Linked DNA regions of Mus musculus: region 2 is linked to region 1. A link is a contact called in public HiChIP or PLAC-seq data. All regions are on one chromosome and are shown on one strand. Each heading gives the region's core, a stretch centred on a gene start, on an enhancer-like site or on the middle of the called end of the contact. The rest is flanking DNA. Distances are from core to core; before and after follow the strand shown.

Evidence for each region. HiChIP or PLAC-seq counts read pairs in DNA pulled down with a chosen protein or histone mark.
Region 2: an H3K27ac HiChIP or PLAC-seq map of embryonic stem cells shows a contact between it and region 1, with 7 read pairs. The contact joins the promoter of Wbp2nl here to the promoter of Cenpm in region 1. A contact is called at or near these places in 1 of 115 datasets of contacts at active chromatin or transcription factors (embryonic stem cells) and 1 of 9 other capture datasets (adipose tissue).

Annotation. Positions count from the first base shown.
Region 1 is chr15:82,243,086-82,246,214 of GRCm38.p6, forward strand. Cenpm (centromere protein M) reads right to left here and starts at 1,662. Exons shown (of 6, transcript NM_025639.4): 1 at 1,538-1,662; 2 at 1,048-1,127. The coding sequence starts at 1,594.
Region 2 is chr15:82,297,312-82,300,440 of GRCm38.p6, forward strand. Wbp2nl (WBP2 N-terminal like) reads left to right here and starts at 1,673. Exons shown (of 6, transcript NM_029066.1): 1 at 1,673-1,757. The coding sequence starts at 1,696.

The DNA of each region.
Region 1 (3,129 bases), core at 412-2,911:
AACCAGAGTCAAAATCTCTGTCCTTAGAAGCCGATTGTGTGTGGTTTGGGGGTGGGGATCAGAGGCCTTCTTTTATTGTGTTGGTTTGTCTTATGCAGCCCAGGCTGGCCTGGAACTCGGTATGTAACAGAGAATGGCCTGGAGCCTCCTGCCTTCGCCTTATAAAGCTGTGGTTACAAATGTGTCCTTGTGTTGGCCTGGAGATAAACGGTGTTTATTTTCTACTCCCCTGGGGTTCTGGTCACCTTGTTATAGTTACTTTTAATTGTCAATTGGACACAACCTAGAGTCAGTCATCTTGGGGAGTCTCAACTTTCTAGATGCCTTGTAATGTTTTTAAATATTTATTTTATGTGTGAGTACTCTATCTGCATGCACCTGTAGAGGGCAACGGACCCCATTACAGATGGTTGTGAGCCACCATGTAGTTGCTGGAATTGAACTCAGGACTTCTGTGAGAGTAGACAGTGCTCTTAACCGCTGACCATCTCTCCAGCCTTCGTTTGTAATTTCTTAATTGGACTGAGGTAGGAAGGCCCACTACAAGTGGCACAATCCCCTAGGGAAGGATTCTGAGTTGTCTTCAGTGTGGAGAAAGCCAGATAAAAACTTGCAAGCATGTGCTTGTTCGTTGCTTCCTCTTGACTGTGGATATACAGTGACCAAGTGCTTCAAATTCCAGCAGCAATGACTTCTGCAGCAAGGAGCGAGCCAAACATGTCCTTTCTCCCTGAAGCTGCTTTTGTCGGGGTATTTTATCACAGCAAGAGGAGAAAGAAAGGAAACCAAAACACACCTCCCCCGTTGTTTTTACATGCTGACGTCTAAACTCTGAGCCTTGTCAATGAGAAAATACGCAACCCGTGAGTGTGTTTTTGGCGTGCGTTATGAGCTATGAACATTTGCAGAGACCAGTAAAGGAGCCAACTCGGCAACCATAGGCAGGATCACGGAGGACTGATGACAGCTAGGAGCGGGACCCTCTCTCCTGCAGGCTCCCGTCCCTCATGTTAGCCCAGAGTTCAGGCTACAATCTCAGCAACTTACACCCTCAGCTCGGACGCACAGTCATCTTTGAGCATCGACTCCGCCAGCTGCTGCAGAAGCGCATCCTCGGTGCTCACCAGCTGCGAAGGGAGAGAACCAGGCAGATGGAGATCCGAGCAGGGCGGCTCCTTTGGAGGGCCCCGCACTCCGAATCCCTCCTGGGGGTACACACTCAGCTAGAGGCGGCTCGGAGGGAGCCATTTCCTCAGAAGAGGAGCCCTAAGGAGCCATCCACGGAGGGGGACCGCCCGGCCTCCTCCTCGAAACGCGGGAAAGCCACGTTCGAACTGGAACGCCCACTCAGCCGGTGGTAAAATCAGCCGCGCGCCTATTGGTGGAGGCGTCCCTCAGCCTCGCGAGCCGCCGCTCCGATTGGTCCAGAGTAACGCGCCCGTCCGCCCGCCCCCCGCTGTCGGAGCGCGCTGAGGCTGAGGAAGGGCACCGGCTTTGGCTGCGGGGAAGCCGGTCCAGGGGCGCTGCCCGCACCTACCAAGACGGTAGCCCTGTTCAGGTCGGGCAGCTTGTCCATCGACCTCAGCACCGACATCTCAGCGGCAGCAGCGCCACTCGGCTCAGCGCATGGCGCTTTCAAACCGTCGCAAGGCCCGCCTCTCTAGTGGGCGGGGCGCGGTACGCATGTCCGGGCGGGGCTTTCTGAGCCGCCACTTTTAAAAGCAACCGCCACTCTTTTTTGTTTGTTTGTTTGTTTGTTTTTCCTTCGAGACATGATTTCTCTGTATAGCTCTGGCTGTCCTGCTGGGATTAAAGGCGTGCGCCACCACGCCTGGCAGGAACCGCCACTCTTAAAAGAGCCTGTTCTGTCTCTGCCCCTACTCCCCACTCCCAAGATTTATTTTTTTAAAGATTTATTTATTACATATAAGTACACTGTAGCTGTCTTCAGACACACCAGAAGTGGGTATCAGATCTCATTACGGATGGTTGTGAGCCACCATGTGGTTGCTGGGATTTGAACTCAGGACCTTCAGAAGAGCAGTCAATGCTCTTAACCTCTGCGCCATCTCGCCAGCCCCCCAAGATTTATTTTTAATTACGTGCAAATGTGTGTGTGTGCGCGCACGCGGACTCATGTGAGTGGAGGCGGCTGTAGAATTCAGAAGAGGGAGTCAGAGTCTCTGGAACTGCATTTAGAGGCAGTTCTGAACCACTTGACATGATGGGTATTTGGTTCCCATTGGAAGCAAATTCAGGTGCCATGTTAATTGCTGAGCCATCTCTCCAGTCAGCCTCTACTATCTTCGTTCTACAAAAAGATTTATTGCATTTAAAAAAAAAGATTTTCAATTTAATTTAAAATTTTTTTCTTTTATGGGTACGGGTGTTCTTGCCTGCATGTGCACCATGTGCACAATGCCCCCCCCCCTCCCCCCAAGAGGTTGTCAGTTAACCTTGAAACAAGTTACAGACTGTTGTGAGCTGCCATGTGGATACTCTGAATCCAACCTGGGTCCAAGAGCAGCCAGTACTCTTAATGGTTGGTTGTTCAGATAAGTACAGCCTGTTTCCCCACATGTCTATTCCCAAGGCTGTGATCTCTTTCTCCCTTGGTCTTGGGACTCCTCCCCTCCCGCAAGTACCAGGATTAGGGGCCTGAAAGGTACAAATGTATGAGTCCGGGATTCACTGAAGAATGGTACCCGGGATTCAATAGTATGTAAACACAGAGTGTTTTATTCTGCAGAAGTCTAGCATGCTGGGGTCTCCCATTACCAGAATAGAGAGACAACCAAGTAAGTTTGAAGGCCTGAGATTTAAAGCACAAGATATAGGTAGGTAACCTATATCTTGGTCCATCTCCACGGTCATTCCATTACCAGGGAATGGGGCTGGAAAGTGAGGTCTAGAAACTGTGGCTGAGGAAGTAGCTGAGGAAATCTGGAAACTGTTGCTGATCCATTGTCCTGGCCTCTGGCCAGGTGGCTAGGCAGCTCCTGATGGCTGGGCAGCTTCTATTTATTTATTTATTTATTTTGTTTTTGTTTTTTGTTTTGTTTTGTTTTTTTGTTTTTTGAGACAGGGTTTCTCTGTATAGCTCTGTTCCAGCCTATAGTTCCAGGCTGT
Region 2 (3,129 bases), core at 423-2,922, 54 kb after region 1:
TGAGCTAGGGCTGAGCCACACCACAACTAGAAGTAGGTTTTCCAGTAAATAACACAAATCTTGGGGTTCACAGTGTGATCAAATACCCTGCAACACTTGACTTTCTGTGAGGTGAACCTAAGGTATAAATGAATGGAGAGAAATAGCTTGGAGGAGCCACAATGGAAGATGAATCAAGAGGCTCTTGAAACCGAGCAGGTAAAATGAAGATATCAACCAATGGTAACACAACACACACAGAGGAAGGGAAGTGACACGTGAGAGACACAGCTGTTTGGTGGACATCAACCATCACAGCCACAATAAGCCTATACACTAACATTCAAGTGTGGAAGGTCAAGTCCAAAGAACACAATCATCTTGCTCAAGGTTTTATTGACCATGACAGGAGTGGCTAGATCAAGATGTTTGCCGCTGTATACTATTTCTATTAAATTTTCTTTTCTTTTCTTTTTTTCTTTTTTCTTTTTTTTAAAGATTTATTTATTATAGGCCGGGTGTGGTGGCGCATACCTTTAATCCCAGCACTCGGGAGGCAGAGGCAGGCGGATTTCTGAGTTCGAGGCCAGCCTGGTCTACAAAGTGAGTTCCAGGACAGCCAGGGCTATACAGAGAAACCCTGTCTCGAAAAAACCAAAAAAAAAAAAAAAATTATTATATGTAAGTACATTGTAGCTGTCTGTCTTCAGACACACCAGAAGAGGGCATCAGATCTCATTACAGATGGTTGTGAACCACCATGTGCTTACTGGGATTTGAACTCAGGACTTCTGGAAGAGCAGACAGTGCTCTTAGCCACTGAGCCATCTCTCCCATCCGTAAGTTTGAGTCTTAATTCTAGTAAGTCTTGTATGTAAAAAATTATCTGTGCTAGGTGTGGTGGCCCATGCCTTTAAACCCAGCACTTGGGAGGCAGAGGCAGGAGGATCTCTGTGAATTTGAGACCAGCCTGGTCTACATAGTGAGTTCCAGAACAGTTAGGGATACATAGAGAGACCCTATTTACAAAAACAAAAACAACAAAACAAAACAAAAATCTGAAATCAGCACATGTCTTACAATGATAATATATCTATTATTTGACAATTTTCATTTCTTCACTGACACAATAACACTCTAGAATATCTTGAGTAATAGATTGAGTGGGACACCTACAAATGCATCCAAGAATTGGACCCACTGAAGGTTGAAATTCACTGTCCACTTCCTGACCTAGCTCATCTTTTTGGATGTTCTCTCCCAAGACCATTGGTTCTGTCCTAAGCCCTCTTTGATGGAAGGAAGCTCTGGTCTTATAAGAGTGGAGAAAATGTAGACCCTCACCCTGAGTTGGTTTGGGGGTTAATCTGGACTAAGATTTTGGGTTAATGGCTACTTTTTAAACCACTAGCTCCTAGCAGGACCAAGGCTGGTTGTAGGCCTAACATGACAGAGGCTAGTCACCCATCCTTCAGACCCTCCCCGTTCTAGGGGTAAAGCCAGCTCCACGAACACGCCCCTTTTCCTCACCCAGGCTCTCCTCCTCTGACTTGTGACAGCTCCTCTTGTGACAGCTGCCCACTCAACTCCAGGGTTTCTGCGCCATAATCTCCGCCCTCTCCTCAGGGACCCGCCCACTGCCTTGCAGGCCCCGCCCCTTTCCATTTGAAGAGCTGGCGGCGGCGGAGGCGGCGGCGGGAGGAGACCTAGAGCAAGATGGCAGTGAACCAGAACCATACAGTGGACCGCCGTTGGGCCGCCATCCCTCATGGTGAAAGGTGCCTGAGGGGACTTTCAGGCTGCTGTCAAGGAGGGAGGAGATGCTCAGGGTAGATATGTGCGCTAGAAAGCCCTCTGCGAATCGAGGGCTTTCCCGCCCTTTCCTCGGAGCTCCGCCCCTGACGTTTGAACGCATGCGCCAGCGGCCAAGTCCAAGAGCCTGTGGCTAGGCGCGTGCGCGGGTGCGAGGGGCGCGGGCATCCTCAGAGGAAAGGCTTGAGCGAGGATTGTGTGAAGAGTGTGCCAGCCCTTGCATTGCTGGACAGCTTCCAGTGGCTGTGTGCGACTTTACGACTTTAAGAGGGTGACAGTCACCCTGAGGGCCCTGGGTGCGCCTCAGGCCACCAGGAACAAAGGGGTAGGCGAGTTGGAAGAAGGGCTAGGATGTGGAGTGTAGGTAACTAATCCAGAATTGTCACAAGCCTTCCTCCACCCACCCACCCCCGGAAGTGCCTTTTCTTGGTTGCTTCAACCTAGGATATTGTCACCTTTACTGAAAAGACTGGGAACAAAATTAGGGGGGACCGAGGAAGACATGGCATTTCCAGTCGCTCATGGTGCTGGGGCTTCTCTGTCAGGAGAAGCCCACCTCTAGGCAAACTTAGTGACTTTGACACATGTCCTTTAATCTACCCCTCACCCACTTTCCTTACCCTCTGTCTCCGCCTCTTCTGGATTCTGCCCTCGCTCTGCTGATTTCCTTTTATTTCTCACTTAGCTGTGAGACTCATTCAATGATGTGCTTAAATAGAACTCTTGAGGTCAGTTCGAGACCAGCCTGATCTACAAAGCGAGTTCCAGGACAGCCAGAGCTATATTGTAGAAAGACTCTGTCTCAAAGAAGAAAAGTCCCGGTTTTTTGTTCTTGTCGTTGTTCCTTTAAATTTTTAGAATCTGTGCTCTTGAATACGTACCGATCATTTTCACTGAATAGCTAAGCATAGCAAGGATTCTTTGTCTTGATAACTGCACTGTCTGCAGTGAGCCGTTTCCCTCATTTCACAGGTAGGCATATGAGAAATAATTTGCTCAAAATCATTTTCAGTGCCCATGGGAACGCCTGGACTTGGATTTGAAGTTATATGCTATGCATCAACTTCTCTTGCTGTTTTTTGTTTTGTTTTGTTTTGTTTTGGTTTTTGGTTTTTTGAGACAGGGTTTCTCTGTCTCTTCATCAAGGAACAATCAGTTCTCTACCTTTCTCAGATACAAACGACAGTAAGGAAAGAGTTTGAGAGGAGGAAAATTGATTCTATTTTTAGTTTTCTTTATAGTTATGAGACACATTTGGGAGTTCAGTTACAATTGTGGTAAGTTTGAATGTGATGAAACGAAGTCTTGCTGTTTATTTATTTGGCTAGGGCTGGCCCT